Regions from separate parts of the Pan troglodytes genome. Here region 2 is linked to region 1. Evidence: chromatin contacts called from public Hi-C data. All regions are on one chromosome and are shown on one strand. Each heading gives the region's core, a stretch centred on a gene start, on an enhancer-like site or on the middle of the called end of the contact. The rest is flanking DNA. Distances are from core to core; before and after follow the strand shown. Region 1 overlaps SYT1 (synaptotagmin 1). Region 2 holds the start of PPP1R12A (protein phosphatase 1 regulatory subunit 12A).

Region 1 (4,407 bases), core at 938-3,437:
TGAACTCCAACACAATCAATACATGGATAGGCAAGTAAGGTATTTCTTTAGTAATAGTTCATATTGCTGCAAAATTAAGACAATGTAATTTGTACCCTGTGAATATACATGATCAGCCTATTATTCTCTTTTAGCAACATGAAACTTATTCTCTCAGTTTTCTTCATGTGGCTAATTTGTAGAACAGAGGGATAGGGTGCTTCAGGGATTCAAACCTTGATGATGATGAAAACTATTTTGTTAACATTGCCTCTGTAAACACACTCAGCATTTCAAAATAATTTTTGAAATGGCCATGAAGATATGAGCAATAAAAGAACACACAGCATTAATTCCTCCCACCCCCAAAAGTGTAAGACATTATTAGAAGTGAAGTGAACAGAGTAAGAAAAGGAAAAAAACAGTTTAGAGTGATACTTTTTCTTTCTTTCATTTTTCTCTTTAATCAATGCAAATATTCATGTTTTCATCTCTGTAGGATTCTTTCCTTGCTGCATTCCACAAGCCCAGAGAAACTCGCTGGAACTCATACAAAATCCTCTCCTACTACCATATAAGGAATCAAAATGTGTAGCAGAAACCCACTGCCAAGCCGAGATAATCAACAGGGAATGTCTATGCCTTCAAGCCAAATGAGTGCAGAAAAATGATCAAGGCAGCAAAGTAAATAATAAAACTGAAAACTGGCTTTAGATTATGGTCTTGTCATGCACCCCACTCTCTAATAAGGCTGTTCTGGACATTTCTCTACCTCTAGGCCATTCAGGTATAAGAAGCTAGTAAGGTCTAATTTTGATATGAATAAAATTCACTCTAGGTCACAAGCAGAACAAAGTGAAGTAATATATCTTTGCCTTATTAACGATATCAAAAATTTTGTGCAGTTGCATGGCTTATAAATCCTCTACCATAATACCAAACTGATACTGCAATACTTTAAAATTTAGACATACTTTTTTTCAAATTTTGAAAAAAGTCTGTAAGTGTGTGGCAGTTACCAGAAAACTTTCCAGTTACATTGTTTTTGCTCGAAGTGAAATTGGTTAAGATTAATTATATTTTCCTTTTTTAATACATGGCACTTGATCCATCATATTCTTGGCTAGAAATAAATTTTTAATTAATATTTGCACCAAATTAATAGATGTTTCAAACCACAACATGGTGGTTCTGGAATTATAGCAAGGGACAGTATGCTGGGTTATATAATTAAGGCTTAGCAATTATCTAGTGGATTAAACAGACCATTGTGGAACTAACTGCTTGCTTTATTAAGACGGTAATGATTACACCTGAGAATGTAATGCTGGCCCGATGAGAAATTTGACCTTGCTGCCACATTTCTTGAGTTTTAAAGGAGGCAGAGGTAAGAAATGAGGAGATCAGAGAACAGAGGTTCCATAAATCAGTACCACAGATGACAGGAGCATGGATAAGTGCATAATTGTAGACTCAGGATAAAGCAAAGAATTTAGAGCTATTACAAAGTAATTTGTGTGCCATAACTCTCCGGGAAATTATAATTATCAGAGAAATAATAGACTCATAGTCAAACAGCTTCTGACCATATTACTTGGAAAAAAAAAAAAAGAAAGAAAAGGAAAGAAAAAAATGTGGTCTAGGAAATTTGGAGGCGCCAGGACAAATTCAAAGAAATGACCTAAAACCAACCAAAATGTCCTTCTTGTATTTTTATAGCATGTCATAGTTTAGAAAATGAGTTTTCCTGGCTGTTATCTTACTGAACCCTTTGTAAAGTCTGTGAGGAAGACTTCTTTATTCCCTGAATCCACATGAGAGCATGGGCTGAATCACCTCGCTAAATGACTTGCTCAAAGTCTCAGTAAGAATGTGCACTGGATCTCCGATCCTTGCTCCTTCCAATAAACCCACTAATGCCAAGCTAAGTGGGCATATCTGTTTATTTCCTGTAGGGCTCCTCCCTTCCTCTGCAGTGAGACTTAGTAAAAGCTCCCCACAGTGTTCACTTGGTCGTTCAGCCTTCAATTTGAGCAATTTCTAATTCTTCAATAGTTGTGAAATTCAGCAAGGTCTGGGATCTTGGGCATATTATTTAGCCACCTTGGCTTTGGTGAGGCAAAACTGCAGTCCAGAATCGACAATGAACCAATAGGAAATCCCCTCTGTTAGGACTAGAAAGGGCTGCCCAAATCCTTGGCTGCTACTGCCATCTCCTGTTCAGAGTAGCTCACCCAGGATTGCCTGTGCATACATTTGCTTTAAATTCAAGTGTAATACCCAGGATAAACTGATTTCAATGAGAGTCAGGAATATTCCCCATGCATTTAAGGTTCTCCATTCAGCCTCTTCTCGAAGCAACATCTTTTGGTGGTGGTCAGTGTTAGAAGGCAGTTTGAACAAGATTAAGAGGATAAAACTGTTGTTCTTCTGGGAAGAAGAGGTCACAATACAGTAGTGATGTGATCAAAGATGGAAGGAAAGAAGACAGCAATGTCCTTCTCCTGTGAGTATACCAGAGTAAGGACAGCCACATCCACTCTAAAACTATAATGTTCTTTGCTTGGACTGTGCGTAAGAGAGTTGCAAAAACCACAGCAAATTACATCCTCTTCTGATTTCAGGAGGGGCCACCAAATAGTCTTTGATGTATCTCAGAGTCACAGACTCTGTGCTGTAGATACATCCCACCTAAAAGTGAGGTCAAAAATTGGGATGGAGGTGATTCACAAAGAAGACTGTATCTTCTCAGAGCTTAGTATTTGCATTTCTGAGAATGTGACGATCAGAGCTATCCCAATGTTATGACAAATGGGGACAACTATCCCAGGTCTCAAACTTTTCTTTGACTTCATGGCTTCCCAACGAATGGTGGTAGCAACTCTAGAGGGTGGCTAGATCACTCAGTTGTGGTGGGGAAGTGAGACGAAGGCGTGGTGGTACTGTCATGGTCCTACCTCCCTCATCAAGACCTTTACCATACTTGTAGGATGGCATCTTTTCTTCTCAAAACTGGAAGAGACTACTCTTATGAGTCTATTTTCCTTTCAAGGTAGTTCCTGATGCTGAATTTAAGTTTGTTTCACTCAAATAATATTAGTGGTATAAGTACAGAGTATGATTAGTCATAAGTAACAGATCATCCCGGGGGAGTTCTAGTGATAAACCCAGAGAAAAGAGTGTATCATGGAGGATAAAAAAGAATACAAATTACTTATTTGTCAGGGCCTGTGCTAAGCACTGTCACATGCCATCTTAATACTTGCCATAGCTTGATGAAACAAGCATTATTATCCCTTTTTAACAGATAAATAAACTGAGGCTCAGAACCATGAATTAACTTGTCCAGGGCCATAGGGATAGTAAGTGATAATGGCAGGATTTGAATCAAGGTCTTTATGGCCTCCAAAACAGGGTAGTTCACCTCTACACCAGAATAATAATGGCTGCAGTAATAAAAATAGCAGACATTCCGGGAGGGCTGACATGTGCCACACACTTTTCAAGGACTTTCAAATATTAACTCACTTTCTTTCTCACTACAATTCTGTGAGGTAGGTGCTATTGTGATCAATATTTTATTGAAAAATACAGAGAATTTAAGCACTTCCCCAAGATTACACCACTATTAAGTAGCAGAACTGGTATTCAAACCCAGATAATCTGACTCTAAGCCTGTGCTAATTGGTGAAAGTTATCAGAAGCAGCAACTAGAGATCAGAGTGAGTGACACTTAGGTGCTCAGTGTTCCTAACATCAGTTTTCTATCACTGAATAATGTGGACAAGACTTTAAAAAGTAGCATGAGAATAATGATAGTGCTGGATCTGGTTCTAGCTTTATTTCTTGGTTCTCTTCAAACCCTTTTGGGCTAAGTTAAGGTTCATTTCTGCTGCCACCAACTTGGGCATGAGGTTGATTTATGCAGCAGAATCTTTGGAAGTTTCAGAGAGTGTATAGAATAAGGTGGAAATCAGACCTATAACATGTAACCCTTAGAAGCTCAGAGGCACTATCTTGCCCCAAGGGTCACCTCTATGCTTGAGATAGTGCTTAACCTGCAGCTACAGACATACCAGTCACCACAGTGCAGTGCAACTTGTGATTGTTGTTTAGGAAGTATCTGACCACCTGTCCATAATGTTTTTTCTTTCATGAAAGGTATTACAAACTAAGCCATCATAAGAGGATCCATTACCTAGACCTTCTTGTTCTTATGACAGAATTATATTAGCAATGCTCCACTTGGTCTTACTGACTCCCTTTCTCCTCTTTCATTTCCATATTAATTTTTTTAAACCATTACTTTCCTATGTCATTCTTGTACTTAAAAGCCAGCCATGATGATCTTGTCCCATTAGTTCTCATTTAGTCTTTTAGATAAAAGTGGCCCTTTGACTCTCCAGTTAATAAGATCTAAGGAAAGTC
Region 2 (4,229 bases), core at 1,351-3,850, 530 kb before region 1:
AAATAAATTAGCTAAGCCTGGTGGTGCACACGCCTGTAGTCTCAGCTACTTGGGAGGCTGAGATCATGCCTCTGCACTGCAGCCTGAGCGATAGAGTGAGACCCCGTCTCAGAAACAAAAACCTCCAATATGATTGATTTGGTGCAGCCAAAAATATATTTTTATATATACATATATGCAAATTAGTAAGTATAGTTTTATTTGTACTTCTATTTTAAGGCTTAATTTGCTTTAAAGGAGCTAAAATGTATCCTCACATCCCAATCTGTTTAGAAGCCATTAGGAAGTGAAAATATTTGCATTTTTTCCATTTGTTCTGCTTAGACAAATATGTAATAAAAGCATGTGTGTGTGTGTGTGTCTTTTTTTTTTTTTTTTTTTTTTTTTGGTAAAGATAGGGTCTAGCTCTGTCGCTCAGGTTGTAGTGCAGATAGCTCACTGCAGCCTCGAACTCCTGGGCAGAGTTCTCCTCAGCCTCTCAAAGTGGTAGGATTACAGGTGTGAGCCACTGTGCTGGGACTGTGTGTGTCAATAAAAAATTTTGCTTGTTCTAGAATTAACCCAAGGTCTTCAGTACCATTAATTCACTAACAACAATTAAAAAAATCCTCCCTAAAGACAAAGTAGGTGGCAGTTTCAGAGTACTTTCAATATTAACATAGAGCGTCTTGACCCTTAGAGCCACGAAAAGAAGAAAAACTAAATTCAGTGAAATTTGCACATGATAACAGCCCTCCTTGGTTGGCTGTTTTTTCCCTGACAGCTTCTGGAAACTGAATGAACTTAATTATGTTTTATTAATAAACTATTATTAATTTTGCATCCTGAAATAAGTGCTTGAATCAGGAATAGCATACTTCCCACTAAATTCCTTTTGCCTGAATGAAATCTTCAGATTCCCATCTATACTGCATGGGCACTTTTAAGAGCTACCACATAGGCCATAACGTTCTTGGAAAACAGTATATGCTGTCAGTTTGCCTAGGTAGAGACAGGAGCTGACAAGGCAATCCTCAAGTTCCTTTCTTTTATTCTGAGAGCTGTATTCTGTGGATAGGGATTTTGTATTTTAGTGCTAACAATGTTTTTCAATACCTAACACCATGAGTATTCAAAGGTCTAATGTTATCTTTAATGTATGTAATGAACATACAATGATACAATGGTACATCTTATGAATATTACATTCATTTTCTATTCCTACAATGTTTTCAGAGGAAATATTTTTACCCTGACCTGGATTCTATCGCTATCCTAATAATTGTGGTTCAGAAAATTGTCTCACAGGCAGACAGTTTCCTAATCATGTTTTACTCAATTATTTTATTTCTCAATATGATAGGCTGTGAAGTAGTCCACTGGAAAAGGCATCATGCTGAGAGTAAGAAAAGCTTATTTGTTCACTGCTCTATCTCCAGCACCTAGAACAATGCCTGACCCAGAACAGGTGCATAGTATTTGCTGAGTGAATTCTAATCCTACTTCTGGGTAAAATTAAGTAAATTAATTAGTTCTAGAGGGACTCTGTCTAGATGACCCCTAAACTTCCATGGTAAGGTTTTGTGGTTTTTATCTTGGCTTTTCTAAATGCTCTAAAAATAGTAGTGGATGGTAACAATGCAGTGTTCAGTAAAATCAATTGGTGGAGATTGTTGATAGATGGCTCATAAGACATCAGTATTACAAATCCTATGTGTGTGCGCGTGTGGTCATACAAGGCAAAGTTAAAGTCTTTTTTTTATGACGATGATAAATTAGTCTTGTTTGGGCGAGTGAACTCAAGAGGTGGTTCAAATAAATGTCATATTTTTCATTGTATCTTCAGTGCCTAGTACAGTTACTGGCTCATAGTACGTATTCAATAAATAGTGGTTGAATTAATTGCCTTCATTAACGTTCCGTTTAAATGCTAGACGCAGCTAGGTCTTTACCCCTCCTTGGAAAGAGATGGAACTGTAACCAGAAATCCCTTAAAAGGTAAGGACCAGTAATCAGGCTGAGCTAAGCTCATGGGTAGTACGAGACAGGCTTAAAGCACTGAAGGAAGAAAGACGAGAACCCAAGCGTGAGAGAAAGCAAAACAAAACAAGTAAAGAGAGGAAGAAAAACATTTCTAAAGTGGGGGTTGGCAGGAAGCCACCGCAATTACAGCAGGTCAACCCTTGTCAATAGGTGGTCACCTCAAGAACTTACCATTAAAACCCTCGGCTACACAGACCCCACTTTTAAAAGGTTATTAATTCTGACATGTCCAAGTTCATCTGAGTTCCTTAGAAAGAGCAACCAGCAGCACCTACTTCACGACCTATCCCCCATTCCATTCAAATAACGCAGCCAATGGGAAAATCCTCCGCCCTGAGCCAACGACTCGGCGTAGCTGAGACAGCCCGGGAGGCAGATCTGCCCTGTAGAGCCTTGCGGTTCCACTGCTGGCCTCCGGATTCCCGGGAGCCCCCAGCCCGACAGGACAACCTTCCTTCCCCGCTTCCTCCTTTCCAGGTCCGTCCCAGCCCCCGCTGCCTGGGCCACACCCTCTTCCCTCCGGTGGCCCAGCCACCCCCGCCGCAGTTCGCGGGAGCGCTCTTCCTGGGGCGGGCGCAGTCCCAGGGCGCATGCGCACTGGTCGAAGGGCGCCTCCCAGTCCGGATCTCGCGAAGTTACGTTAGATTGGCCGCCGGTGACGGGTGGCCGTGCTGGGGGCGGGAGGGCTTCTGTGGTAGGAAGGGAGGTCCGCTCGGCCGGGTGCGCCGCCCCAGTGCTCTGTGGGATACTGGAAGTCTCGAGCGTCGGCTCCGGGTTCCCAGCCCTCCTCTGGCCCGCACTCATAGAAACATTCACACACCCCCTGCCTCCCCTCTCTTCCCTCTCCGCCTCCCCCTTCCCCCCCTCGCGATAAGAAGACCCGGCGGCAGGAGAGGGGATGAAGATGGCGGACGCGAAGCAGAAGCGGAACGAGCAGCTGAAACGCTGGATCGGCTCCGAGACGGACCTCGAGCCTCCGGTGGTGAAGCGCCAGAAGACCAAGGTGAAGTTCGACGATGGCGCCGTCTTCCTGGCTGCTTGCTCCAGCGGCGACACGGACGAGGTCCTCAAGCTGCTGCACCGCGGCGCCGACATCAATTACGCCAATGTGGACGGACTCACTGCCCTGCACCAGGTCTGTGCGCCCCGCCGCCGGCTCTCCTGACCGTGAGGGTTCTCGTCGGCCTCCTGCTCGGGCCTGCCCTCAGTTCTCCACCTCTTGAGGCTGGGGGCGGCGGGAGACTCCCTGCTGCGGGATGAGGGGGCGGTTTCCCCAAAGGGCGGGAGGGAGAGCTGGTGGAAGGGAGGGCGCTGGGCTTGAGGCCCCCCTTCAGAACAGTTGCTGGTGGAGTTGGGAACCGGGTGATTTCCGGGGCATAGGGGAAAAGGAACTGTGGTCGTCTTGGGGCCCCAGGGCCATTCGTGGATAAGTCTGGGATTTGGGGTCGAGACAAGGAGGGGTGTAGTGGGGTTGTGCCTGGGCCCCGGTGTCAGTGGTATATTCGGAGGGGTGGATGCTGAAGGAAGAAAACTAACAAGGGGCATTAGGGACGGTTAGGCAGATGAACATCTTTGACTTGTAGGTGGGCATTGGATTTGTTGCACTTTTTAGGACTTGATTATAAATGATGATAATAATAGTAATCTAGAGCCCTAAGCTGAGTGCCCTGAACGAACGATTTCCTGTTTTCTCATTTATTACTCTTGGTCACTGGGGAGGGGAAAACAGGGTGTAATTAGCTGATCTGCACCGGCTGAAAGGAAGGGGATGGAAGTGGGTAGAGTAAAGAAGCCCTCTAAAGGGCTTGCCCACCTCCGGACCGGAACGTGTTGAGTCTGATACCCGAAGTTTGCCGCAGTGTCAGAGATCCTTGAGCCCCAGGTCCTGGGGTGTGCACTGGTGTTAGAAAGAGAAGAATAAATAGGGGACACTCTTTTCAAAGCCGGTTACCAAGCTCTGGTTTTTCTTTTGGGGGTGGGAAAAAAGAAAGCTGGTCACAAACTTTTCTCAAAATGGATGCTTTGTGCATATTAAAGTTTTATAGTAGTCTGATTGGGATCTCTCAATGTTAGCCAAATAAGGAGAAACTATTGGCAATCCAGAGATAATGTTGCCTTGCCTTTAACAGGCCAAAAGCAACACAACCACGTAGAGTTATGCATAAAAAGCAATTTTTAAGTGATGGTAATAGGTGACAAAACATAGG

Evidence for each region. A called contact is a pair of places that touch in the nucleus more often than the background predicts.
Region 2: a contact with region 1 is called in a Hi-C map of stem cell-derived neural progenitor cells, with 7 times the contacts expected there. The contact joins the promoter of PPP1R12A here to the enhancer-like site in region 1. A contact is called at or near these places in 1 of 7 Hi-C or Micro-C datasets (stem cell-derived neural progenitor cells) and 1 of 1 datasets of contacts at active chromatin or transcription factors (stem cell-derived excitatory neurons).

Annotation. Positions count from the first base shown.
Region 1 is chr10:86,201,456-86,205,862 of NHGRI_mPanTro3-v2.0_pri, reverse strand. The region is part of intron 9 of SYT1 (synaptotagmin 1); the gene reads right to left. Among named protein-coding and RNA genes, the nearest start is that of MIR1252, 11 kb to the left of the region's middle. Within about 2 kb of position 2,187, at least 2 of the 24 cell types and tissues checked have an H3K27ac peak or open chromatin away from gene starts, as enhancers often do. A contact at or near this core is called in stem cell-derived neural progenitor cells, where this site is marked.
Region 2 is chr10:86,729,325-86,733,553 of NHGRI_mPanTro3-v2.0_pri, reverse strand. It overlaps PPP1R12A (protein phosphatase 1 regulatory subunit 12A), which reads left to right and starts at 2,600. Exons shown (of 25, transcript XM_001163581.6): 1 at 2,600-3,157. The coding sequence starts at 2,921.